Linked DNA regions of Oryctolagus cuniculus: region 1 is linked to region 2. A link is a contact called in public Micro-C data. All regions are on one chromosome and are shown on one strand. The core of a region is the stretch at or near the end of the contact, and the rest is flanking DNA. Distances in the headings are between cores, read along the strand shown.

Region 1 (6,821 bases), core at 4,042-6,541, 570 kb before region 2:
GTTAGATAGGTAACATTAAGCTGAAAGCAGCAGTGATCCTGTTTTCATGTCTAGAGTGACTGAATTACCTGCAGATTTAATTCACTTTGCAGATGGTGATTAGGTCAGAGACCATCCTCAAACACCTAGCCCATTCTTCGTTAGTATGCAAGTTTATTTTATTTTAAGCTGTGCCTTCCTGGGCGTGTCAAGTGGTGAAACTGCTTATGCAGCTGTCCCCAGGGGTTAAGAGATGACATAGCTGTGTGTTTTCAAAAATTTCCTGAGGACATTGCAAAGGTGATCCTATGATAATGCTGGCATTTCTGGGCTTATCTTGGCACGGAATAATTGTTGGGTCCAACAGAGCAAGTTTCCACTGATGGAGCCATAGCTGGGCAGACCGCCCAGACCAGCTGCCTTCAGGTCTTTGTGAGCTCAGACACTTTCCAGGCGAGGTAGATGAGCGCCATCCTTCTCCTCTGAGGACAGACTCTGTGGGCACAGCTGGTTCTGCGGAGTCTGCTCCCTGCTTTCTGCTCTCTTAGTTTTATCGTGGTCACAGCAGCCTGTGTTGGTTGGTTTGGGTCTTCTCTCAATACCCTTTTCTCATTAGCCTCTTTTTTTACTCTGCTATATTGTAAATAACTGCTGCTTTTTTTAAGATTTATTTATTGATTTTAGAGGCAGAGTTACAGACAGAGAGAGGGAGAGACAGAGAGGTCTTCCATCCACTGATTCACTTCCCAAATGGCTGGAGTTGTGTCGGTCTGAAGCCAGGAGCCAGGAGCTTCTTCCAGGACTCCCACATGGGTACAGGGGCCTAAGGACTTGGACCATCTTCCACTGCTTTCCCAGACCATTGGCAGAGAGCTGGATTGGGCGTGGAGCAGCCAGGACTCAAACCACCACCGGTATGGAATGCCATTGACTCAGGTGGAGACTTAATCTACTGTGCCACAGTGCCAGCCCCAAAATAACCGCTTCTCAAGATAATGGATACAGACAATTTAATATGCACCTGAGGTCTTCTCTGATCGTGAAATAATAAAATCTGAGAAATGAAAAAACTCAGTGGTTCAGTAAGAGTAATCTAAATCATGCATTCCTTGCCAGCTGTACTTCCTCTTGAGAATTGTTGTCTCCTGGATCTACAGTCATGCCTGGCACATAGTAGATGTTCAGCTAATGTTGACTGAACCACTGACCCAATGGCTTATTACCAAGTTTAGTAAATGTGATTTATTTTGATTTTTAACACAATCTAAGGTCATTTATATTGTTAATTTGAAAAATGGTGAATACAGACTTTTTATTTAAAAATTCCTCCAAATCTAGACATGTTAAAGATCCAAGATACAGAGTATTTATATGATATGAAACTAAAAAAAAAATTGCAGTTTCTTATGCATTTTGCTGACTATCTTAACAAAGTTTCAGTGCACTTTAAAAGTTTCAGCATTCAAGGCTAACGTCGATATGATGAACTTGAAAAAACAGCAGAATGAAAATAATTAATGTTATCCTCATGTACTGGTTTTCTTAGGGGTGCAATAACAAATTACCCAAACTGCATGTAAAACAACAGAAGTGTCTCCTCTCACAGCTTCGTTGGCCAGGAGTCTGAAATCAAGGCTCCACAGGGCTGTGCTTCCCCAGAGTCTCCAGGGGAGACTGTCCCTGGTCTCTCCCACATTTCTGTGGCTTCCACCCTTCTTTGCTATCCCTTTGTGTGTGTAGCACAACTCCCATCCCTGCCTCTGTCTTCATGTGGCTTTCCCTGTGTGTCTGTGTCTCTCTACATTTCTCTCTCCTTAGGATACCAATCCATCACAGATACTAGAGAAAACCTAAACAAAGAGAAAGATATACAGTGTTCATGGACGAGAAGACTAATGGTGACGGATGCCACTTCTCCTCCATTTGGTCTCTGAAATTCAAATGGCCAACAGACACAGGAAAAGGTGCTCAGGATCACTGGCCATCAGAGAAAACACATAAAAACCACAGTGTGATTTCATTTCATCCCAGTTACAATGACTGTCAACAAGTAACAAATGCTGGTGAGGATGTGGCGAAACAGGTACCCTAATCCACCGTTGATGGGGATGTACACTACTACAACCATTATGGGAGATAGTACGGCGATTCCTCAGAAATCTGAAACTAGATCTGCCATATGCTCCAGCCATCCCATTCCTGGGAATTTACCCCAAGGAAATGACATCAGCATACGAAATAGTTATCTGTGCCTCCATGTTTATTGCAGTTCAATTCACAATAGCTAAGATATGGAATCAACCCAGATGTCCCTCAATTCATGAGCAGATAATGAGATGCAGGTATATATTCACAATGGAATACTACTCAGCCATAAAAATGAATGAAATTCTGTCTTTTTTTAACAAAATGGATGCAATTGGAGACCACTATACTTACTGAAATAAGCCAGTCCCCAAAAGTCAACTATCAAATTTTTTCTCTGATTTGTAGTACCTAACACAGAGTACAAGCAAAAGTAATGTATATGAGTGAAACTGACATTTTGATGTTTGATTATTGGTTTATAGCCCTTGGAGCATATATAGAGCATAGGTGATAGTAAAAAATAAAAATAAGACCAGTGTTGTAGCGTAGTGGGTTCAGCCACAGCATGCAACACCAACATTCCATACGGGTGCTGGTTAATGTCCTTTGTGCTCCACTTTTGATCCAGCTCCCTGCTAATGACCTAGAAAATGCAGTAGAAGATGGCCCAAGTGCTTGGGCCCCTGCACCTGCATGGGAGATCCAGAAGAAGCTCCTGGCTGTTGGCTTTGGCCTGGCAAAGCCCCAGCCACTGCAGTCATTTGGGGAGTGAACCAGTGGACAGAAGATATCTATCTTTCTTTCTCTCTAACTCTGCCTTTCAAATAAATTAAAATATGTAAATCAGTAAATTTACATAGAAATATAGGATTTAAAATGGCAAATCAACCTGGAAAAAGATCATAATTGGCAAGGTTCCACCACCATACTGCACTAATCAAGACTCTCTGGTATTGGTTTAAGAAAAACAAATAGATCAGTGAATAGGATAGACTCCCAAAGCAGACTCCTGTACAGGGTGAGCTGATGTTTGACAAAGGTTGCAAAGACTTCACTGAAGAAAAGCTGACTTTTTAACATACAGTGCTGGAAAAATTAGACATTGATGTGTAATACAGAGGACTTTGAGGAAAAAAAACACAAAATAAGTCATAGACTTAAATGTAAAAGCTGAAACTTTAAAATTCCTAGAATAAAACATTAAAGATGATTTTATGTCCTTAGATTATATAATATAAACATTAAGATCCATAGTTGATAAAGTTGAGGAACTAGATTAATCAAAATTGGAAACTTATGTCTGAACACAAGTCACACAGAAAAAAATTTGATAAACTGGATGTGATAAGGAACTTGTTTATGAAATATATTAAGAACTTAAAACTCAGAAGAAACTAACAGTAAGAAAGCAAAAAAATCTGGACCAACACTTCACCAAAGAAGATAGACACACAGCAAGCAGGCACATGGAACTATCTTTAATATGCTCCATCAGTAAAGCACAGGGAGACACTATTACCGCCTCTTAGATGTGCTAGCACTTTAAAGAGTAACAACAATAAGTACTGGCAGGCGTCTGGAGCAGTTTGAACTCTGATAACTGCAGTGGGGAAATTAGAAACAGTTTAGTAGCTCCTTCCAAAGTTACACATGCACATTCCATGAGATCTGTCTAGTCCACTGCTGCATACTTGTTGAAAAGTGGTAAAGGCATGGATCCACATAGTAAATGCTCACAGCAGTTTGACTTGGAATAGCCCAAACCTGGAAACAGTCAAACACGCATCAACAGGTGACGGGGTGAACAGTCTGTGGCCCGAGACCATGCGATGGGGGCTATTCCCGAGGATGCGCTCAGCAACACTGATGCATCTGGAGCGAGTTTGGCTGCGTGGCAGACGTATGAGCTGTGTATGTATCTTACACAGGAAATGCAAACTCTTACACGACGACACAGTTCATGGCTGCCCGGAGGGGCTGGTGTGGGTGGTGGCAAAAGGAGGGACTGATTGCAAAAGGGAGAAGAGGTGACGCAGTGTGGCCCACCATGTTACAGGGATGACTTCTCTACACATGCATCAGCATTTATCAACCGACACGCTTAGAGTATGCGTGGCTGAGCACATCTCCACTGTAGCTCCCTCCATAGGGCGGGGGAAAGAAGCCCTTAGAGTGAGCAACTTTTATTTCTGCAGCAGGCTCTATAAAACAAACAGCTTACAACGATGCACCTAGATCTCTTCCCCGGAATTCATACCATCCCTTAGGCATGGTAGAAAGGCCTGGGATTTCAGGACGCTTGGAAAAAAGGAAGAAAAAGCCAGAACCTGGGGAGGAGGCAGCAAGAGCGCGCCTGGACACGCTCAGCCGCTCCAAGGGGGTTAGAACGTTAAATGCAGGGCACTGTCGTGGTCGGAGCCGGCAGGTGCAGCGCGCCCAGTGGGGCGCACGCCCGCCTTCCTCCCTGGGGCCCGCGGCGCCGCGCCCTCTCCTCGGGCGCCCCCTGGTGGTGAGCGCCCGAGGACCCGCAGGTGCACTGGGGGAGCCGGAGCCCAGGTGCGAGCCATAAAGGTCGTTCCTGATCCGCCTTGGTGGCACGGGCCCGGCGACCCTGTCATCCGGCTCCCCGGTTCCCCTCTGCTTCTTAAACAGTCCAGGTCGGGCAGGCGGGAGTCGCGGAGCCGGAGTCGCATTGCAAACTTGCAACCTCCCGGCTCAAGAAGGAAATTCTTTCCGAGGGCCGTCGAGAGCCCTGCCCGAAGGAGGGTCTTCCCCGCTGCACTCCAAGCTTCGGCGGACCCCAGGGACTGCTTTGCGTCCCCAGTAGTCCTTGCCCGCACCGTGGAGTCCGCCCCAGCCCCCGCTCGTCCCACATTCGGAGCCGCCGTTTGCCGCTGCGGACGGAGGGGCTGGCGACCGTTCCCTCGTCCCCAGCCCTCCGGGGCCCGAGGGTGGGCAGTGCAGAAGCAGGCACAGCGGGAGGGACCCCCGGGGGGCGCTGAGGGGGACTGCGCGGGCCGGGGCGCGCAGGGCACGGGTCGCCCCATTCGTGCAGGGGCGGCCGCGCCTCCAGCGTCCAGCCCAGGGCGGGATCCCGCGAGCCGTGCCCGTCCACTCGTGATTGATCGCAGGAGGGAGCCGCGGGCTGGGAGGCGGCGTGCGGGGCGGAGACACAGCTGAAGCGCACGCAGGTCCGGGGCGGAGCGGGGCGGGGGCTCCTGGACGGCCGGGGCCGCGCGGCGCCTGGCGTTCCGAGCCGGGGCACCTCGCAGGGCGCCCCCGCGGGGCCGGGCGGGAGGCCCCGGAGCCCCGCGCGCCCCTTCGCGGCTCCTGCGCCCCGCCCGGGACGGGCCCGCGCGCGGTCCGCCCGCTCCTCCCTCCGCCTCGGCGCGCCGCCCCCGCCTCCGCCCCCGCTCCCCGGGGCCGGGCTGTCGGCAGCGGGCCGGGAGCTCTCAGTGCGCCCGCGCTCCGGATGTGGGCGCCGGGCAAGCCCAGGATGGACAGCCGCTACAGCAGCGCGGCCGGCCTGGGCGACCTGAGCCCGCTCGGCGCCGCGCTGCCGGCCACGCGCGTGGAGGTGTCGGTGTCCTGCAGGTGAGCGTCCCCGCCGGGGGCCGGGGGCCGGGGGTGGGGCTGCGGCGCCGCGACTTGGTGCCTCTTTTCTGGGAAACGTTGCAAAAGTTGGCCGCGCTGGTGACTCAGCTCGCCGAGCCCGGCCGTCGCCCACTTTGCCAAGAAACCTCGGTGCGTCCCGGGCCCGAGCGGAGCGGGCGCGCGGGCGGCGCCGGGCACCCGAGGGCCCTGGGCGGCAGCTTCCCCCGCGCGCGGGCCGGGGCCTGACGGGGCTTGCCTCCCCGAGGGCTGCGGTCGCGCGGCGCTCGCTCTGCCCGCCGCCCTGGGGCGCAGCCCCGCTGGCTGCACCGCGGGAGGTGTTTGCGAAGGGCTCTAGCGGACCAAGTTGGAAAGGGCGCAGGGAGAGGGAGACTTGGCGAATGGTCACCTTGACCCCGGAGCCCGCTCTCTCCCTCGCTCGCTCGCTCGCTCTCTCACCCTCACCACCCCCTGGCTTGCCCCTGATCAGCCCCTTGCTGGCTTCAGCAGAGCTGGGTTTGGAGACCCCCATCCTCCTACGCACGGGCGGTGGAGGCTGCTGGCGTTCAGAACTTGGGCGCACGCGAGCTCTCAAGTTTGGGGTGCCCCTGACCGTGGCGTCGGCATTTTTCACGAGTGGTGTTTGGGGAGGGGCGAGCCTGGGGCGCCCCCCGTGAGCGTCCTCCTGGGACCGCCGTCGGCGCCAGGTCCTGGCCTTGCGGGTGTCGCTGCGCTCAGCGCCGCCTGAGATTTTTCCCCGTCTGCTGGACAAGTGAAGCTGCTTTCTCTCCGAGGCTGCGTCTGGTTCCCAGGGGAGGGCGTTGGCACACAGGGGCAGTAGCCAGCCGGACATCCTCCTGCCCCAGCCATAGATTCTGGAGTGGTCCCCTGCCTTGCGTCCCGTAGAGCCTGCGGGGCCCAGGGGCCCAGTCAGATCAGACCCACTTCCGCGGAAGCTATGATGGGAAAGTTGTGCCCTGGCCACTCAGAACCCCTTTCCCCGGCTTGGGTGCCTGTTTGCTGGCCGGCCGCAGCCAGCTGGGTCTCGTCGTTTTCTCAGCCTGAGGAACCCCTCCATCCAGCCGGATCTCGTGCTACGTCTTAGCACGGTGTTTTTTTTTTTTTTTTTTTTTTTTTCAGGCGGGAAAAATCCTGAAAGCGAA
Region 2 (6,341 bases), core at 567-3,066:
TTATAAAGTAAATTTAAAGTATGTTATTGAAAAAATTAAAGGAAAAAGAAAAGGAGGGGAAAAGGAGGGAGGAAGGGAAGTATAGTTGTTTTAGAACTGTATCCGTGAAATACACAAAACCCGTTCTCCTTGTTAACAGAAATTTTTAAAAATTAAAGGCTTGTTAGTCAGAGTGGGGGGGGGGGCAATCCACCCCTTCAGTTCAGTCCCCAAATGGGATCAACAGCCAGGGCTGGTTCAGGGTGAAGCCAGGAGCCAGGAGCCCCATCTGCATCTCCCACCTGGGAGGGAGGGAGGCACCATGCACTCGGGCCACCTTCTGTTGCAGACTGGCAGGGAGCTGGATTGGAAGGGGAACAGCCAGGATTCCAACTGGCACTGATAGGGCATGTCAGCAGCCCCCTGCACAACACCAGGTCCGCTCCTGGGTTTCCTGCTAGCATTTTTTCACCCAAGGTACCATCAGATGGCCACCGGCTACAACTACAAAGACGACGACGCATGTAGGGGACCACAACAGACGTCCTTATTCCCAAAGGCTACTAATCCAACCTAAACTATTTTTAGGGACTTTTCCTTCTAGTTTCTCAGGGCAAAGTAACCCCGGCAACCTGCCTATCTGTAAGCAGAAATCCCACACATGATGCAAGTCAGTTATAATCCAGACGTGGCTTCTGGGCAGAGAGTGACCAATTTTTATCATGGCCACTCTCCCCCAGACTAACCAGAAGAAAGTCCATCTGGAGGCAGCGAGGGACTGGACGGGACTCGGTACTTGCAGAGCACACCGGTGCTGGCGCAGCTGTTCTGGAAGGCAGAGACTCCAGGCTTCCCACAGCCATAGCCCAACAAACCACACCCCTACCGGTTCAAGGCGAGCAGCCGGTGATTTACTGCCTTCCGTTAGTCTGAAAATCAAGGGAGACGATGAGGACACAGACTAGCGGCTGGCACCCACGACAGACACAATCATTAGTCCCAGTATTTCAAGAACACAGAGGAAGCTTAGCACCGGGTGGGAGGCAGTGTGGAGGAGACAACCAAGTGTGAAGACACCAAAACCCACAAATTCACTGACAAACAAAATGAAAACACCCAAACTGTAAAAAGGCAAATGAATCTTTTATTTTTATCAAGAATACATTGAGTCAAAACCACAGATTTAAATGACACAAATTCTCAATATAATTTTAGAAGTCATATAAGCAAGTCGATTTAAGAGAACAGTATTTAACAAAACATGAAACTCAAAAGCTTCTGGAATGTATATTCATAATCCCTTAAAATAAACAGTTCTTCAGGAAGAAAATACCCCATAGACGAAAACCAGGGCTGAACTAACCTAGCCTTACATGCTGGTGACCTACCACACAGCCCACCCCACCTTACACACCGGTGACCTACCATACATGCCGGTGACCTACCACACAGCCCACCCCACCTTACACGCCGGTGACCTACCACACATGCTGGTGACCTACCATACAGCCCACCCCACCTTACATGCTGGTGACCTACCACACAGCCCACCCCACCTTATACGCTGGTGACCTACCACACAGCCCACCCCACCTTACACGCCGGTGACCTACCACACAGCCCACCCCACCCCACCTTACACGCCGGTGACCTACCACACAGCCCACGTTCCTGTGGGCCTCAGTTTTCTGACCTATAAAAGGTCATTGTGCACTACAACTTCCCTTTGTAAAATGTGACACATTTCAGAGTGGACCCCGGCCCCCGGCTGCACAGCAAGGGCAGAGGGGCGCCCAGCTGGGCTGCGTGGGCCGGGATTGCTGTAATCGTGGGCATCCGTGCTGAGCTGCCTTGCCTGCAGAGCAGTTGGCCGCAGCGCTGCCCCGCAGGGCTGCTGGGACAGTTAAGTGAGGTAACACAGCCAGAGCACTCGGCACGGCGGCTGGGAAGTGAGCGCCGGCACAGAGTAAGTCATCGACTAGAGTCACAGGACACAACACTGACTGTCTTCACTTTCCCTCAGCTTTAAATACTTCAGGAAGCATTCTGAATAGCACAATAATAAACAGGACCGGAGAACCGTAAAGCTGGAGACTGAAAAAACAAAAACAAAAAACTAAAACTTTGAAACGCAGCACAATACCGCCCCCAAGTGGCCACGACATTAAAATTTTTAGTTTGTGCCTCTTAAGAGGAAAAATGATTTCAGATAAAAGTATAACATTTTATGAATTCAAGAAATATAAAAAATAAATTACTGTATGAGGAGTACTCCAGCAGCCAGACGTCACCATCCTCCCAGGACTCTGAGCAGTATCACACCAGCCTGTCCCTGTCAATCAGCCAGGATCGTGACAGCTACTGGTACTGGTATTCTTCCTCCCTTTCTTCCTCATCTTGTTTGTAACACACACACACACACACACACACACACGGATTCATCTGAACTGAGCGGATCGGCTCCCATGTGAAAAATCAACACAGGATTGTCTACTTTTCTTTTTGGAAACACACCCTAACTTCTTTTGATCTCATAGTGGACTGACCTAAAATTAAATTAATTAAAAGTTTCAATTAAAATAATATAAAGATATTATTAGATTACTTCACTGTGAAAGAGTTTCTTATCCTAGAAGTAAAAACTCTGTAAATTTAGTGAACTCATGGATCCATACATATATCAAAAAACAACAACAACAAAAAAAAAAACCTTCAGCCCCTCACCCCTCCCTTTTCACTTTAATATCCCCAGCAACACAAAGCTGAGTATGTTGGAAACATCTGCCGTCAACATCAGGTGTGAAAAAGAGACCCAGAGAGGTTATCAGAGGACAGGAAAACGCAGCCTCGCAGAAAGAACCCAACTATGTCTCATTAAGTCCACCAGTTCCACTGTTATTAAAAGTTAATGACTGGGCTGGCGCTATGGCTCACTAGGCTAATCCTCCACCTTGCGGCGCCGGCACACCGGGTTCTAGTCCCGGTCAGGGTGCCGGATTCTGTCCCGGTTGCCCCTCTTCCAGGCCAGCTCTCTGCTGTGGCCCGGGAGTGCAGTGGAGGATGGCCCAGGTGCTTGGGCCCTGCACCCCATGGGAGACCAGGAGAAGTACCTGGCTCCTGCCATCGGATCAGCGCGGTGTGCCGGCCGCAGTGCGCTGGCCGCGGCGGCCATTGGAGGGTGAACCAACAGCAAAGGAAGACATTTCTCTCTGTCTCTCTCTCTCACTGTCCACTCTGCCTGTCAAAAATAAAAATAAAAAAAGTTAATGACTGAAGGTTATTTATTTTCATTAAGTAAACAGCAACAACTTTGAAATCATATCACACTATGAATACAACATATATTTATATGTAAATAGATGTACAGCCATTAAACACTACAGCAAATAAGAATTTCTCACACTGGGTCCTACAAAGGGTTGGGATGCTTCTCCTGAGGAAGCACGGTGTACTTCCAAACACCTGCCACGGGGATTAGCATATCTGCCTGGGATACTTGCCTCACTCTGTTCCAACAGCTGCATTCAGAAGAGATTTACAATACGTGTGGTATTTCTGAATGTTGTAAATAAATGACAGTGGGTGACTGCTCTATAAAATAAGCTGGGCCCATGCCAGATACCAACTAGAGTCAGAACAAACACTGTTCTCATAAACACCAAAGGACAAAACACCAAAGTGCTTACCTTACCGATTCGACCCGGGAACTGCTCGTTCCCACGCCAAATGCTGTTCTGCAAGCCCAGGGCTCCTAAGTTCTAGCTAAGCCTTCATTAGAAGAAACACGTTCGTATTTACACCCCACGTCTTGTTTCACGTTCTTATGAAATACTCATTGCTCCAAAGGTAATAAACGCTTTCTAACTTACTAAACATGAGTTTCTTTGTATGAATATGGATTTGCTTTTTAAAAGTGGGTCCACAATAATAGTCCACCATTTAGGGGATGTAAAACAAAACAAAACAAAACAAAACATGGTGGACCCTTTCTCCCCGTTCTTTAGACAATTATAAAGAAGAGATTGTCAAGCCAAGTCAAGGTTAAGTTCATACTAGAAAAACATTGAGCTATTTGTTTATTAGAAACAAATTACATTAAGCTATTTCTCTTAAGGTATTTTATGACAAATACATTCCAGAAATAACCCTAAGAGGAAATGAAGGCCAGAAAGCTAAAATAATCTCTTCTCAAAATGACATGCTGCATTTGAACTCAGGATATGCAAATCATTTAGTGCCTCATCAGACGCAGTTTTTACGGTGGGTGAGCACTGAGGGGAGAGACAAACATGAAGAAACACACAGTGCAAGGAAAACAGAAACGCTACCTACAGATAATGCTCTCTAAAACGTTACACACATCGGAACGAGTTCAAGGTGACCGAATACAGAATCTAAACAGTTCACCCATTTGATCTTTCCATGGCATTCTTTGAAATAATGCAACCCACAGAATCCAGAGAACCAGAGCGCACTGAGCAGACTCTCTAGCCGGGAAATGCATTTATCTTTTTCAGTCAACAAAGCCAATCAAGTCTAATTTTTTAAAAATTCACGACAAAAATATCTACTTGCCAACTCTTGAAAAGTTCCAGACACGACAGTAACTCAGAATGTTTCTAAAAGCCAGAACCGAAAGGACCACCTGGCTGCTGCCTCGAGTGCACTGATGTCACAAGGGTGAGCGTGTGGTGTGTGTGCAACCAACGAAGACAAATGACTGCTGTGTCGCGTGTACGTGGCTCTTACGTCACCACTATCTATCACATCTTGGAAAACTCACCAGCCACACAGCTATTTCCCAACTGCCTAAGAACATAGAATGAAAATATTTATTATCCACTTGCAAGTATTGAGAAGCATCCCTGATTTAAAACAATAGTGAAAAAATGAATAGCACCTTTTAAATTCATGGACTAGCTTTATGAAGGATTGAGCTTGCTTGCCTGCGAATATGGATTTCCTCTAAAATCTCATAGAACAGCAGGACTCAAGACTCGAAAAGGAACTGGAACAGTCATCCCCTTGAACAGCAGTGTTTTCCACACACGCACTGGAACGGTTAATTCATTTTTGCCAGACGAGATCACAGCCAAAGCTTTTTCCTCTGAGAAATTTTACCAAACACAAAAAATTCCTTGCATGAATTGTATCAGACAGGAAAATTGTTTTATCTGAAAATTTTTTTCAAGTTTGACTTTCTAAATTTAGATCTCCATTATAATAAATTCATGATGAAAGCCCAATTTCTCCGAGTACGCATTCTCATCAAATTAAAAAGCGTAAGTCAGGGTGAGACACACTTGTCCCACAATCACTGCTAGGACTAGTGACTGAGCCTGCTTTCTCACGGCTAAGAAGGCTCTGCATGTACTATTCAAGACTACACTTGCAGTTTTCACCGGCACACAACTTCATATTTACAAATGCAAAATACCTGCCACACCCACTCATCATCCAACAGCCAGAGAAAGCATAATCCAATGTTGGGGGGAGGGTGGTTTGTTCAGTTGTCATGTTTTTAAAAGCTGTGAACTGGAGCCGGCACTGCCCATATGAGCGCTGGTTTGAGCTCCGGCTGTTCCACTTCTGCTCCAGCTCTCCGCTGTGGCCTGGGAGAGCAGCGGAAGATGGCCCGAGTACATGGGCCCCTGCACCTGCGACGGAGACCCGGCAGAAGCTCCTGGCTCCTGGCTTCGGATTCGCGCAGCTCCAGCCGTGCAGCCATCTGGGGAGTGAACCAGTGGATGGAAGACCTCTCTCTCTCTCTCTCTCTCTCTCTCTCTCTCTCTGCCTCTCTGTAACTCTGCCTTTCAAGTAAATAAACACATCTTAAAAAAAAAAAAAGCTGAGAACATAAAACTAGGTTAAAAGATGAGTTTTACAGTTCCAAGTTTATGTATCAGGGTGACATGCTGAAAATAATGTTTTACTGAAACTGAATGACTACTCAATGAATGCACTAGGAACACTGGACACAGAAGCCAAAAACTAACAAAAAAGCAGTCCTACTATAGAACTTGGTCCCTCATTTACAAAGCACGAGCAAATGATTGCTCAACTCCCCTTCAATTCCAACACCTTTTAAGATAATGGTATAAAATACCAGTTACCTTTAGCTTTAAAATACACGACCTCAGAAGTCACTTTTTTAAAGTTCTCATAAAGTTGTCTTTAGCAATGTCACTAAGACTATTATCTCCTAAAGTCTTCCGAGGTCTATCCTAACATGTCCTTTGGTAACTGCAGCAGACTCCGAAGTGTTCCACAGAAAGGTTATCTACCCAGACCTTGCGATTGCCACCTCATCTGGAAAGTCTCTGTAGGTACAGTTATCGTCTCCGCGTTAGGTCACCCGGAGC

The links. Hi-C and Micro-C count contacts between places; a contact is called where the count stands out from the background.
Region 1: a Micro-C map of ear pinna shows a contact between it and region 2, with 8 times the contacts expected there. The contact joins the promoter of CPNE8 here to the enhancer-like site in region 2. A contact is called at or near these places in 2 of 6 Hi-C or Micro-C datasets (ear pinna and an unstated tissue).

Annotation. Positions count from the first base shown.
Region 1 is chr9:130,498,217-130,505,037 of mOryCun1.1, reverse strand. It overlaps CPNE8 (copine 8), which reads left to right and starts at 5,291. Exons shown (of 20, transcript XM_051850927.2): 1 at 5,291-5,661. The coding sequence starts at 5,540.
Region 2 is chr9:129,921,051-129,927,391 of mOryCun1.1, reverse strand. The region is part of intron 2 of ALG10B (ALG10 alpha-1,2-glucosyltransferase B); the gene reads right to left. LOC138843905 (a long non-coding RNA gene) reads right to left here and starts at 5,826. Exons shown (of 2, transcript XR_011379076.1): 1 at 1,552-5,826; 2 at 1,104-1,400. Within about 2 kb of position 1,816, at least 1 of the 8 cell types and tissues checked has an H3K27ac peak or open chromatin away from gene starts, as enhancers often do. A contact at or near this core is called in ear pinna, where this site is marked.